2 separate regions of the Mus musculus genome follow, and region 2 is linked to region 1. The links are chromatin contacts, called in public Hi-C maps. All regions are on one chromosome and are shown on one strand. Each heading gives the region's core, a stretch centred on a gene start, on an enhancer-like site or on the middle of the called end of the contact. The rest is flanking DNA. Distances are from core to core; before and after follow the strand shown. Region 1 has its middle 15 kb from the start of Gm33263. Region 2 overlaps Rhobtb1 (Rho-related BTB domain containing 1).

Region 1 (6,069 bases), core at 2,009-4,508:
TTCTACTCCTGACCCCTCCCCTTTTCCCCAGTCCCCTCCCCCCAGTCCCACCCATGCAGCCCTCCCTAGCCTGGACTCTTTTCCTCTTTCATGCCCCATGGGTCCTTTTGCTCATTCATCATCCTTCCCCATCACCCGGCATTGTCCTCATGGTCTTCTCTCTACATTAAGATACTATCCTTATCCACCGGTAAATAAACCCATAAACCAACTTCTGAAGGGTAGGAATGTTCAGTCAGGAGGATTTTTAAGTTACACGTGGATGAGACACTGACATGTTAAGCTGAAAGGGAAATTCCAGATCATGGTTGTGCAAATGGTGCACTCGGTACCTGGATGCTAAACGAGGGTCTGTACATTCTCCCGGTGCCACTCCCATAAATCATGGTGACCTGGTTGGATCACCCTCAAAGAGCGTTCAGGGTTCTCACTTATGACTGCTGTTAGTTTTCAACATTTTCCGCATAAAAATATTAGGCGAGTTAAGTCGGTTTTAGAAAGATGTGAGCCACGGTATTCTCTCATTGGCGGTTCTCAGAATTTACATAGACACCCAAAATCATGTGTGCATATTTGACATGATCAAGAGACAAAGGAAGCTAAGAAACCAAGATGGCCCATAAGATAAGGAAAAAGACGTGAGCTAACATGATCCAAATATAGCACATACTTTTATGTAAACTTAAAAGTAGGTAAATTAGAAGAAAGTCTTTGAAATATTTCCTTTTGTCAAAAGCTAACTGAATTATATCTAGAGACGGCACTGAACCAGAAGGAGGGTTCTCTCGTACTAGAACCGAGGGACCAGGCACAGTACCTGAGAAAGAGGGACCATACCCGCTTGTGTCTCATGTTATGAGACAGGACTATAGAAAAGACAGACACGGAAGAAATCTTATCTGGTTCTCCACCCACTTAGCTCACTGTGTACTAGAAAGTGATATAAGCTCACAACCCTCTCATAAGGCTAGATAAGGACGTGGACTTCCCAAGGGGGAAAATGACACCTCCAATTTGGAAGCTGTAATACATGTCAAATAAATGGACAGGAGGGGGTGGGGGTAGCAAGAACTGTAAACAATTCTCAGCCTGTGGTTCACAAGGAATGCTGGGAGATCTTGGCTATCTGGGCAATCTGGAGAGGTGGGACAGTGTCTCATCAGACATCTAAACCAGATGAAAGGGGTTTCAAAAGCATGGGATTTCTATGCTTTTTATATTCGGGACATTTATTTTTATTGCATGCACATCTTTTCCTGTTTTACTGACAGCAAGTAAGATGGCTGGAGTATTTATATTTTCTCTTTCCATATATGTGTGTAGTCATTACTATATAAAAATAATCCAGGAAACCGGGTCGGCTAATTCTGAGTGAGGAAGCTGTGCTCTGGATCTCTTTTGTTGGTGCTATATTTAATCCTTAAGCAAAAGCCCACAGAGGAGAATTCAGTGACATTTCTTTCTATTAATGTCTCTTGTTTAAAAATTTGTTAACATTTTGTCTACGTGGCAAAGCACACAAACTTAAACGTGTGGTAACGGGCCATCACGTGTATTTATACATGTACAGAAATGTTTTAAAGAAGAAAACTATTTTCATTAAAATTGCCTCAGAACACTTCCTGGATTTGAAGTACTTAATGATTCCAAAAGTACATTTTACACTCGAGAGAGAATCCCTGTGTCTTGGAAGAGTTGACGTATTCACCCACACAATGTGTTTCCCATCAGCTGCCTTCAACAACGTGTAGCCCTGTCAATATTTAGACTTTTTGAGATTTTTTTTTTTTCAGGAGACACCAGGACAGGGAGTTTTTGCAATGAAAAATTTATGTATTTATTTTTTAAGTCTAGGTCTAATTGTCTCAAAGAGTTCTGAGGTCTGGAGATAAGGGAGGTTACAGAAAGCACATAAAGAAAGCATATTCTAGCTGACTCAATAAAATTAATTTTCTGCTGCTTCTCCATCCTAAATTGTTGGATTGAATTTACAGCAAGATGGAAGAGTCATAACAGAGGTATCCAGGTAGGGGCAACGTGATAGGGGTTATCATGGTAGCGACATCATTTCCTGGTTATCATGATAGGGAGGGTATCGTGAGAGAAACATCACGGTATCACGGTGTAAGCGGCAGGAGAGGGGCATCAGAAGCAGTGTGATGCGGCCCCCTCGCTACCCCCCACCTTGCTCCCCCTGCAGCTGAATCAGAGCTGAGGGAGGAAACATTTTGGGAATCTTAGAGTTTAGTCACCTTCCACACTGGGAAAGATGTTAACTCACAGCCCTGGAGATAGTGCTGAGGAGGAAGCAAAAGAACTTGCAGGTCTTTTAAAGCGGACCCCAGCACATCCTTGTATGTGGTTTTACCCAGGCTTCTCTATACAAGCATGGTGTGACGTCATTAATCAGCTCTACAGAATCTAGAATCCTCTGGGAGGCGGGACTGGGATGCCTGTGGGTGATGGCTGTGTTGTTATGGGAAGACCCCGTCTATGATGGCACCGTTTCTTGCCTAGCGTCCAGAACTGGTTAAATAGAGAGTGTGAACTGAGAAGGCAGAAAGACGCATTCGTCACCCCACTCTCCTTCCTGAGCTTGGATGAAATGTGACTGGCTGCTTCCCACGTAGGCGGACTTGACTCCCCGGCGCTTGTGGGATTTTTGAACTGTGAGGCAAAAACAAGCTCTTCCTCCATAAGATGCTTTTGTCCAGAGGATTCCAGCCACAACAGTAGGAAAGGAAACAGTGATCACGGAAACAGTTACTTTAAGGGTGCAAAGTTGACAAAGCCCACTAAGAGAAGACCAAAGGGAGGCAAATCAAGAGCTCCACAGTCGGTCAGGAAACAGTTGTGCAGGCAGATTTATGGAAAGAACTTGATTATTTTTCTGTCCTCATTGAAAGTAATGGGTCAGTGTTTTGGGTTGTTTTTTTTTTTTTTTTTTTAGTTAATATTCTGAACTCTGAAAAATCTCAATGCGTCTTTCCTTGGTGACTGCCCAGGTGCCCCTTTGCTGTTTTAGAGAGGAGCCATTTCTCACCCTCATGAGCAGCGAGGAAGGGGGGCTGCTGATTTAAATACCTTAACTTGGAATTTACTATGGATTTAAAATCTGACTTAATGTTGCATTAGCCTTTGGTGCCTGCTTTACTGCCTCTAAAACATGCATATATAATTGGATACTGTAATGCTTTGCAGGCAAAATAAATACCAACTCACACTTAAATAAATACTCTGAGTGATGAAGTTCATGTAGACATAAATTAATCATTTACCAGTTAACCAATATGCACAGGAAAGAAATGAATCACTTATTAAGGCTCGCCTCATCCATCAAGCGGAAAAAATAAAACGCTGATATATTTTATAGTGCCACTGTGAGGAAAGTGTATAAAATTATGGCAAACCAGTTTATAAACCATAAAATGCAGTATGAACATTAAATTAATAATATTTGTACTAATTCAGATTCAACACCCTCTGCATTAAATATAACTTTTTTGCCTATTGAAGCATGCACAAATCCAAGCTGAGGCTTTTTATTTAATTTTTAATGGTGTCTTCAGAATCCTTCAAAGCTTCTCGGGAGCTATCAGCTAGGTTAAAACATTTTACTGGTTCGCTCCTCCATTTTTGAGACAAAGTTCTTAGCTGTTCACATCCCTTGGGACATTTCCAAGAGGCTTTTTTTTTTTAAAGAGCGTAAGATCTCTCACTAATGGGGGCACAATATTGCAAAGGGAATAGGGGTCCAGGTTTTCTTTAATTCGGTAGAAGATATATTATCTCGCTCTGGGCTTTGCTTTATTGCACGTGGCAAATGGAGATGGAGGCTGATATAACAATCGAAGGTGGTGGTCTTTGCATATTTACGCTAAACAGACCGCAGTGCCAACCTGAGAGGCAAGGTCAGCAGCAGAGAGGCAAATCAAGGTCCTATAGCTCTGGCACTGCTCACAATGTTGTGGGTTTTTCAGGTAAAGTCATACTTTTTTCCCTTATGCCTAGAAACGCCACTAGAGGGCACAAGAGAGAACTGAGCAGCAGAGACTGGAATCCTTTTCTGAAAGGAGGCTTGTTTAGAAGACTTGACTTTAGCAAACCTGGAATCCACCCAGCACTCTTTAACATTTTCAAGGTCCCTCTGCGAAATGATAAAACATGGAATGGTATATATATATAAAGAATTCTATATTATATGTGAGTACGCTGTAGCTGTCTTCAGACACACCAGAAGAGGGCATCAGATCTCATTATGGATGGTTGTGAGTCACCATGTGGTTGCTGGGACTTGAACTCAGGACCTCTGGAAGAGCAGTCGATGCTCTTAACCGCTGAGTCATCTCTCTAGCAGCTCCTCATGCCTTTTAATGGAAGGCATAGATACAGAGATTCTATCTCCTCTACTGAGAAATGAGAAATGGCTGGCCAGAGATGTCTCAGACACTGCTATTCTAACCAGTGTGTCACATGACATCACTAAGAAAAAATCCTTGTCATGAACTATATTTCCAGTTGTGGGAAGGTAGATTTTTTCCCCCCTCTTGGATCAGCATTAAGTGCCCGATATTTGTTTTATGTGTGGAGGAAAATGTTCTCGGCTATAAAGGAAATATCTTCATTTTTTTCTTTTCATTAACTATCAGTAGGCTTGGTGTTTCCAATCCTCCACCCCATCATGATTCGCCCAAGAGTGTCCTCATTGGGAACCTGATTTGTACTAGATAACTTACTATCTAAGTGCTAACCGTGTTCTTGTCTGATCACAAAAATATTAGGGCCAGGAAAGTGGCTGAAATGCAGACTTATCCTGTTAAACTCCATAGGGGTAAAGACAAGAAAAATGAAATGTCATCTGCTTCCCAAATCTAACAGGGAGCAAAATTTTCCATTTTCCATTTGCAATATGTCCATTTTCATGGCAGGGTTATGCTGCCTCCGTCACTATGGCTCTGTGGTACCATTTGAGATCAGCTTTTATCCTACCTCTTAAGTTACTCTTTCTGCTTAGAGTTACTTAGGCAACTTGGGTCTTACCATAATGGAACTAGGATAAAGGTAGAATACCAGACCAAAAAAATGAAAGGAAGGCAAAATAAAGCGTTCAAGGTAGAGAGAAAAAAAGTTAATAAAGATATAAGCCAACATAACTAATATTTGTCCATGAGTGCAGCACTTGGGATACCAGTAGGTAAAACCAACAGCAATCCCTACCCTCTCGTAGTTCATGTGCCAAAAAGGAAAAGGGAGTTAAATGTGAAATTTATCTGAGGGAGACATAAGTCATGTAGAGGAGTAAACTGGGAAGGAAAAAAAGCAGGGGGTGGCGGTATGTGTAACAACGTTTGAACAGAGACTAGAAGCTGAGGACAGCTATATGCGATCAAGTCATACTGGAGAACAGTAAGTGAACGTGCAAAGGCCCTGAGGCAGGCTGAACTTAAAAGACGCAGAGGGTCTGGGACAGACTAAAATTGGGGAGGAGAGAGAGAGAGGGAAATGTGGTCTAGGAGGCCAGAGCCTTTGACTCTGCATGATGCAGAGAACTGTTGGAAGATCTGGAGTAATAGCAAGATGGTGAACAGCCACTATTGCCGTGAGAAAGATGGGGGGAGGGGGCAAATATGTCCGTTTAAATGAATTAAACCGCATAATTATGTCTGCCCACATTGAATGGATCTGATCCAGAACTGGATGACAGATAAGAGTTTGCAATGCGGTGCAAACACATCCAAATATTGTAATGGTACAAGAGTGTGTAGAACTTGCCACACCATGAGAATTCAGTATCAATGCCTTGCTACAGTGCCAACTGTCATGTTTGAGTGCATTTTTAACTAAGGATAAAACATGTGATGTAAAAGCAAAAGCAAAGCAAAGCAAACCAACCAACCAAACAAAATGTGCTCTTTGGCTGGAGAGGTGGGCGTGTAGGGAGAACGCTTGGGTAACATTCTGGAAGCCTTGGGCTCAGTCATCACCACTGCATAAAACTGGGCGTGGTGGTACACTAGGGACGTGGAGGCAGGAAAATGACAAGTTCAAGGCAATTCTAACTGCAAAATG
Region 2 (6,069 bases), core at 2,292-4,791, 120 kb before region 1:
CCCCCCAATCTCCAAGGTGCTTCTCTAGAGGTACTAAGACCCATGCAGGGGTTTCAGGCTTCCAGGAAGAATTTACAGTAGAACTGTGTGCAGGTTCTGACTGCACTGCTGTGCCTACGTGCAAAGTCGCATGAGTGGAGCTGTGTATTGGCACGGGAGGTGCTGGATGCATTTCACTGCTTGTCTCCTATGCTTGTCTGAGCGAGGTTCGACTCTTTCCCCATGCAGTTACAAAGAACTCAGCCCCTCCGTAAGATCTCATGAAAGCCCTTGCTTCCATGGAAGCTCTGGTAACCTTACATCTAGCTGTTATAGATAGCGCCTTGCAGAGTCTTTCTCAGACTTGCATTTGAAGAACTTCCTCATGGGCCTACCAGTAGAGACCTTTTATATTTAATTGTGTGAGGATTTGCAAACCTCCCACTGCAACCATTCCAACAGAATGGAGATGTCATGGTCTCCATTCCTTAAGACTAAGTGAGCCATGGTATTGTTCAAGAAAGAGCCAAGGGGCACATGCCCCATCTACATGTTGGGAATCTCTGCTGAAAATAGCTAAGCACAAATGGCAGTCATTCACCATTTGGTTTCAACAGGTGGCTCCAAGGGTGCAACACCTTTGGGGCTGGTAGCTTTCAAAATGCTATTAAAATACATGTGAGGATTTTACACAAAAGTCGAGGCATTTTTTTTTATAGCTAAACAATTTTATTTGCTTTCTGTGAAATTAAAAAAACAAACAAACACAAAACGAACCATCGTGGTTAAAGGCGGATCAGTGTCAACCAAATGAACCAGCCACTTGGTTCCAGCAGCTGTGAAGAACACGAGAGGATATTATTGCTTTCGTCCCATGTTCATGTATGTGTCTGTTGTGTTTTGGCAAGAGTACAAGCGGATGGAGCTTTGGTTGTTGAAGTTCAACTAGGCCTACTCACTGAAAACAGAACCTCTAGGTGGCTATATGTTCCTTCTCCTCAAGTCTTGACGTGTACTCTTTCCTTCCACCCACCTTCTCTTTCCGTCAGCCATTTGCCCTATTAACAAAGTTAAGGGGGAAGGCTTGATAAGCTGTCCCCCTCCCCGCCCCCCTTCCCCTGCGGCTCCCTCTCTGCCACAAGAGGGTGATGCCTTCCTGGGTCTTTCTAAGCTCTTGTATCTGGTATGTGGCCATGCCAGAAACAAAACGCCTGCCTGTGGTCTACACAGCTTTTCAAATCCATATGGCATTTGGACTCAACTGACTCTTTCCTGTCTTCAGAAACTCCCTCCCCCAAACAAAAACAAACAAACAAACAAACAAACAAAAATCAATAGCCCTTAGCATCAGTAAGGTGACCTCTCAACAGAATGGGCCCCGGTGTCCAGCACACGACATCCCGTGGCAGGTGTGGAGCTGTGACTCTCTGATGATTGTGTGTGTGTGTGTGTGTGTGTGCACACACGTGTATATTATACTGTAACATTTTATCTGCAGAGAGGCAATGACGTTGATGCCGCTTGAGAGCTCCCCTGCTTTGCAAGTTCTGTTCTAACACTGATCTTCCCAAGGGACCCGGGGTCAGAATTACCACATAATAGCACCATTCCCCACACTCTTAGGATTTGGCTCCTTTCCCTGCTTGGAGAAGGCAGGACCTGGCCCCTAGCTTTGTGCTTTCACAGGCTCTGTGGTGAGACCGAGTGGAGAAGCAGGTGGTCTGCCTTGGCCTACTTTAGTGGTGACCTGAATTTTCCCTGGGAAGAGTTAAAAAAACAAAAAGAACAACAACAACAACAACAACAACAACAACAACAACTTGTCTTACAAAGTGAAGTTGGCCTCAGGTGTGAGGCCGAGGTGATTGACCTGAAGACAGTGGGATGAGCCTTTTCCCTTTCCCTTATCTCTGTTCAGGCCCTAGGACGGTTTGCTGGTGAAGGCACAGCAAAACCACAGAGCACTTTTAAGTCACCAACCCTGACATAGTTATCCAATGGTAGGACTCGAATGGCGTTGTAGGGACCCGGGTCCGGCAGTCAGTCATGCCCCTGATAGGATTGGGGTGGAATAAGCCCTTGTAATGATTGTAAGGATTGTCCTCTTTGAATCTAGACCTCTTAAACAGTAGGATATTTGCCCTCACTGTAGCTATATGGCACGGATAACCATGTAATTACTAGCACTTAAAAAGGAGATCCTGTAAATACATAATTATACCAACGTGGCTCATCAGAGCAAAGATTAAGCGCTTCTAGCTTGAATACTTCAGGCCTCTTCAGCTCAACCCTTTACCTCCCAACGAAAGGATAACTCTGTAATTATGAGTGATGCTCAGTGGTCACGTGGGCTGAAAGAGTCACGGGGGGGGGGGCAGCTTCGTGGTCAATGTGTGGCCTATAAAATAAAGTAATACACAGTATTGTCACCTCAGTGAAATACAAGAGTCCATAGAAAAATATTCTCCAATCTGGAATCTGAGACACGAAAGCTGGATTTTGTTTTTTTTTCTTTGTATCAAAAGGAACAAAGTAACGGACTGAAGTGTAGTAGCTTCCTAACCAAGAAAGAAAAAAACCAAAAGGACATTCTGGTTGAAGGACTTCAGAGTCAGTCAGCTTTCCTTTTATGTCCCTGCTCATTGGTGGCAGGGCTTGTGCTTTGATCCTGGTGGAGGTAAATGCACACGAGTGGAAAAGCCAGGGCCCCAGACCCAACTGTGCGGATGGCTAAGGAGACTGGTTTTTATAGTAGAGCTGTCAACAGTGGAGGTGGCCCTTAGCGGGTGACGGTCCCCTCTCTCCTCCTCAGGCGACAGCTGGGGACGAATGCCAGAAACACCACTTTCTCCTTGAATGGTGCTTGTTCAGCGCCAGGTCCTCTTTCTCTCGTTCCCTCTTCACACGCTGGTAGTGGTCTTCCTCCTTCAGGTACCACACAGGGGGCCAGCGGTGCCGCTCAAAGTACTCCTGGTTGTCTGCGGGGAGAGGGGGAAGAGACTGCCCGTGATTCCTGCTGCCCGAAGACTGTCCTGGATGCTCAGTCCTGCTTTTTGCCATTCGTAAACCTCCCAGCATGCTGGCATGGCTGCCCACAGATGCTGAGACTAAAGTCTAATGTGTAGACTCTATGCTAGGCACACAGACCCAAAACCACTTGATTTTTATTCAGAGTTAGACCCTGGCTGTGTACCCCTAAATGAGGGGAGGCCTTATGTTGGCATGCTCTGCAGTGGGGTACCCTCAACTCCACTCCCTTCTTCTCTAAGTAAGACATCCTGCAAAGAGATTCCCCTAACCGAAAATTCTCTGGGTCACGTCACTTGAATGTGTGACTTCCGCACACTCAAAGGGAACTGACCACCGAGTCTGGCCCCTCCCAAGGGGTTTATCTAGAGAGGGCAAGCAATGGATGGCAGGGAGCTCGCAGACATGCTCTTACCTGCTGACTTGGATTTGATTTCCTTGCGGAACTTGGAACAGACGCTGTTGTAGTTGGTGCAGATGTGATGCAAACACCAGGCAGCTAGCTGATTGGCATTGTGAAACTGCAGGAAGGGGACCAGATTGGGCTCAGACTCTTGTTTGCTGAAGCGAGGCAATGGGCCAGTGCTATGGCTCAGCAGGTCAAGGTGCTTGCGGCCAAGCCTGATAACTGAGCTTGATATCCAGGCCCCCATGGAGGTAGAAGGGACCCGACCCCTGCAATTCACCTGACCTCCAAAGGCATGCTGTAGCATGTACACATACATACATACATACATACATACATACATACATACATGGACACAAGTGTGCATGTATACGTGGCCAATAAATGTTACAAAGATTAAAGCAAGCCTCCAAAGAAACTAGAAACATTATGAGGGTGGGAGAGGGGGTGGAGGAAGATAAAGGCCTGTAATACAGGAAAGCTCTTGTTTAGACCTCAGGGGTTTGACTTGGACTGTGGCTCTGATGTCAGCCACATACAGTGTTCATGTACCCTCCCTTGCTCCCTCCTGAGATAGATGGTCCCCAAAATAAACTCCATATTGCACAGAAAGTTTCAAGTATGCCTGATTCTCCTGCCCGGCCTGCCCTCTGGCCCTTCTGGTGATAGGTGACCATGTGTGCCCTCTGGACAGTACCAGCCAGCAGCAGATAGAAACGATGTCATCTCTGTTTACGGAGCCTTAGCAATGGAATACTCCGTGTCACATGTCAGAGCTCAGCTTGCCTGGGGCCAAAGATGGAAAGAGGAGAAGGCAGTGTGCAGTGGCTGCCCTGTACCTGCCCTCTGGGTTGTGTAAGAGGGGCATCTGGGTGAGGTGGGGGAATCTGAATACACCACCCAGCTTTTCTGAGCCTGGGGAGGTGACAGCTGTTGTCCCCAAACCAGATGGTCCACTCCCCCATGTCTCCTCTGATCTGGTAGGATACCCTTGCCCTTATTCACACATCTTGTGTATTTCTTCAGCTAATGGGGAACTTGGGAAAGCCAGCTCCCTTCTTCTGATGCTTGGCTATTCATCCTGTGAAAGCCACTCCGAGGAGACAGAACCCATAACCCCAGTCATGGAGATGGTTGCAGGCTGGTCCTTCCAGCTTCTCTGAGTATTCAGTTTAAGTCTGAGTTTAGGATTGGGGCAGTGGGGTACTGGGTGGGCAGTGTGTGTGTGTGTGTGTGTGTGTGGTTCTGTCCTAGCTCAGAGAACTGGCTGCATGACTTGCTTCCCCGACCTGAGCTCAGTGACTCAGTCTTTGGCGTTCAGAGCGGTCGCAGTGGGGGAATTTACACCATGGAAGTCAGCAACAGCAAAGGATCAGGGCTCCGCTAACTGAAACCCTCTCTGGGTTAAAGGCTAAAGGATGGGTTAAGATACAGGCATCATGGTCACTTCCTGCTGGGTTTGGACGGGCTTAGTAATCATACCACAGACTGGTGTATAGGCAGGTGGGGAGGAGCCAGGAGGGAAGACAGCAAATGTCACATCTTTACTCCCAGTGAATTGTCCAGTAGGGCATTCTGAGTCATTCCAATTTCTTCTATGCAGGGTGCTTATGGAGAGAATCGAATTCTGGACAGCTAGTTCTGGCGAAGCCTTGGGGTTCTTACTGCAGTGCGTGATTGGCCCTCATTGAATGGGTTTTCAGATCGGGTTTTAGGAATCTGTGTTCATGTCTATTTCTCTCACTTACTTTTCAAAGCAGAGAATCTGCTGCTTGGAGATCTTTGAGGGATTTGGGAATCATACAACAAGTACTCTTGTCAAGTGTCAAGCCAGAGGGACTTGGCCGTTCCATGTCCCAGTCTACCTCCTCCCCATGAATGGAGCGATCGCCTATGGCCACACTTGGCTGGGCTGAGCAACACCTGCTATACTTCCACTGTCCCCTTTCTGAGGTCACCTCTTCCCCTGTGATTGGGAAATGTCCATTTAAATGGCCTGACCTAAGACTTAGTTAGCACAGCCCTGAACAAAGAAACCCAAACTCCACAGGAAGAAAGGAAAATGCACTTATGAAGTATGCATATGTACACACACACACACACACACACACACACACACACACACACGTACAAATGCACCTTATGCACGCATGCACATACACAAAACAAAACATGCATTTAGAATTTATTTTGAATCCTCTGTCTCTGGAATGTAAACGGCTGTTGATAAGTCTATGCCGGGACTGGATCACTCTGCCTACACACTGCAGTGTTAGAAAACCTTCCATATCTGCTTCACAGCTCTCTCTTGAATATTCTTTCTCCCTTGGTTCTCAGTCTGTAAGGTTGGGAGGTCACAGGTTGCCATTTTCATGTCTTGTGGATGAGGAGACAGAGGCAGAGTTTATCTTTGTGCCCAAGGCTTTAGTTGGACATTACCTTTCTCTGGAAGAGGTGTGTGTGTGTGTGTGTGAGTATGTGTGTATACATTGTGGTGGTTTGTATATGCTCGGCCGAGCGAGTGGCACTATTAGAAGGTGTGGCCCTGTTGGAGTAGGTGTGTCACTGTGGTGTGGGCTTTAAGACCCTCATCCTAGCTGCCTAGAAGTGAGTTTTCCATTAGCAGCCTTCAGGTGAAGATGTAGAACTCTCAGCTC

The links. A called contact is a pair of places that touch in the nucleus more often than the background predicts.
Region 2: a contact with region 1 is called in a Hi-C map of liver, with 2.6 times the contacts expected there. The contact joins two enhancer-like sites. A contact is called at or near these places in 2 of 484 Hi-C or Micro-C datasets (embryonic stem cells and liver), 1 of 115 datasets of contacts at active chromatin or transcription factors (heart atrium) and 2 of 9 other capture datasets (adipose tissue and liver).

The regions. Positions count from the first base shown.
Region 1 is chr10:69,163,235-69,169,303 of GRCm38.p6, reverse strand. It overlaps a transcript of Rhobtb1 not described here. Among named protein-coding and RNA genes, the nearest start is that of Gm33263, 15 kb to the right of the region's middle. Within about 2 kb of position 3,258, at least 18 of the 459 cell types and tissues checked have an H3K27ac peak or open chromatin away from gene starts, as enhancers often do. A contact at or near this core is called in liver, where this site is marked.
Region 2 is chr10:69,286,408-69,292,476 of GRCm38.p6, reverse strand. It overlaps Rhobtb1 (Rho-related BTB domain containing 1), which reads right to left. Exons shown (of 11, transcript NM_001252637.1): 10 at 3,422-3,527; 11 at 686-2,957. The coding sequence ends at 2,788. Among named protein-coding and RNA genes, the nearest start is that of Gm40685, 23 kb to the left of the region's middle. Within about 2 kb of position 3,541, at least 6 of the 459 cell types and tissues checked have an H3K27ac peak or open chromatin away from gene starts, as enhancers often do. A contact at or near this core is called in liver, where this site is marked.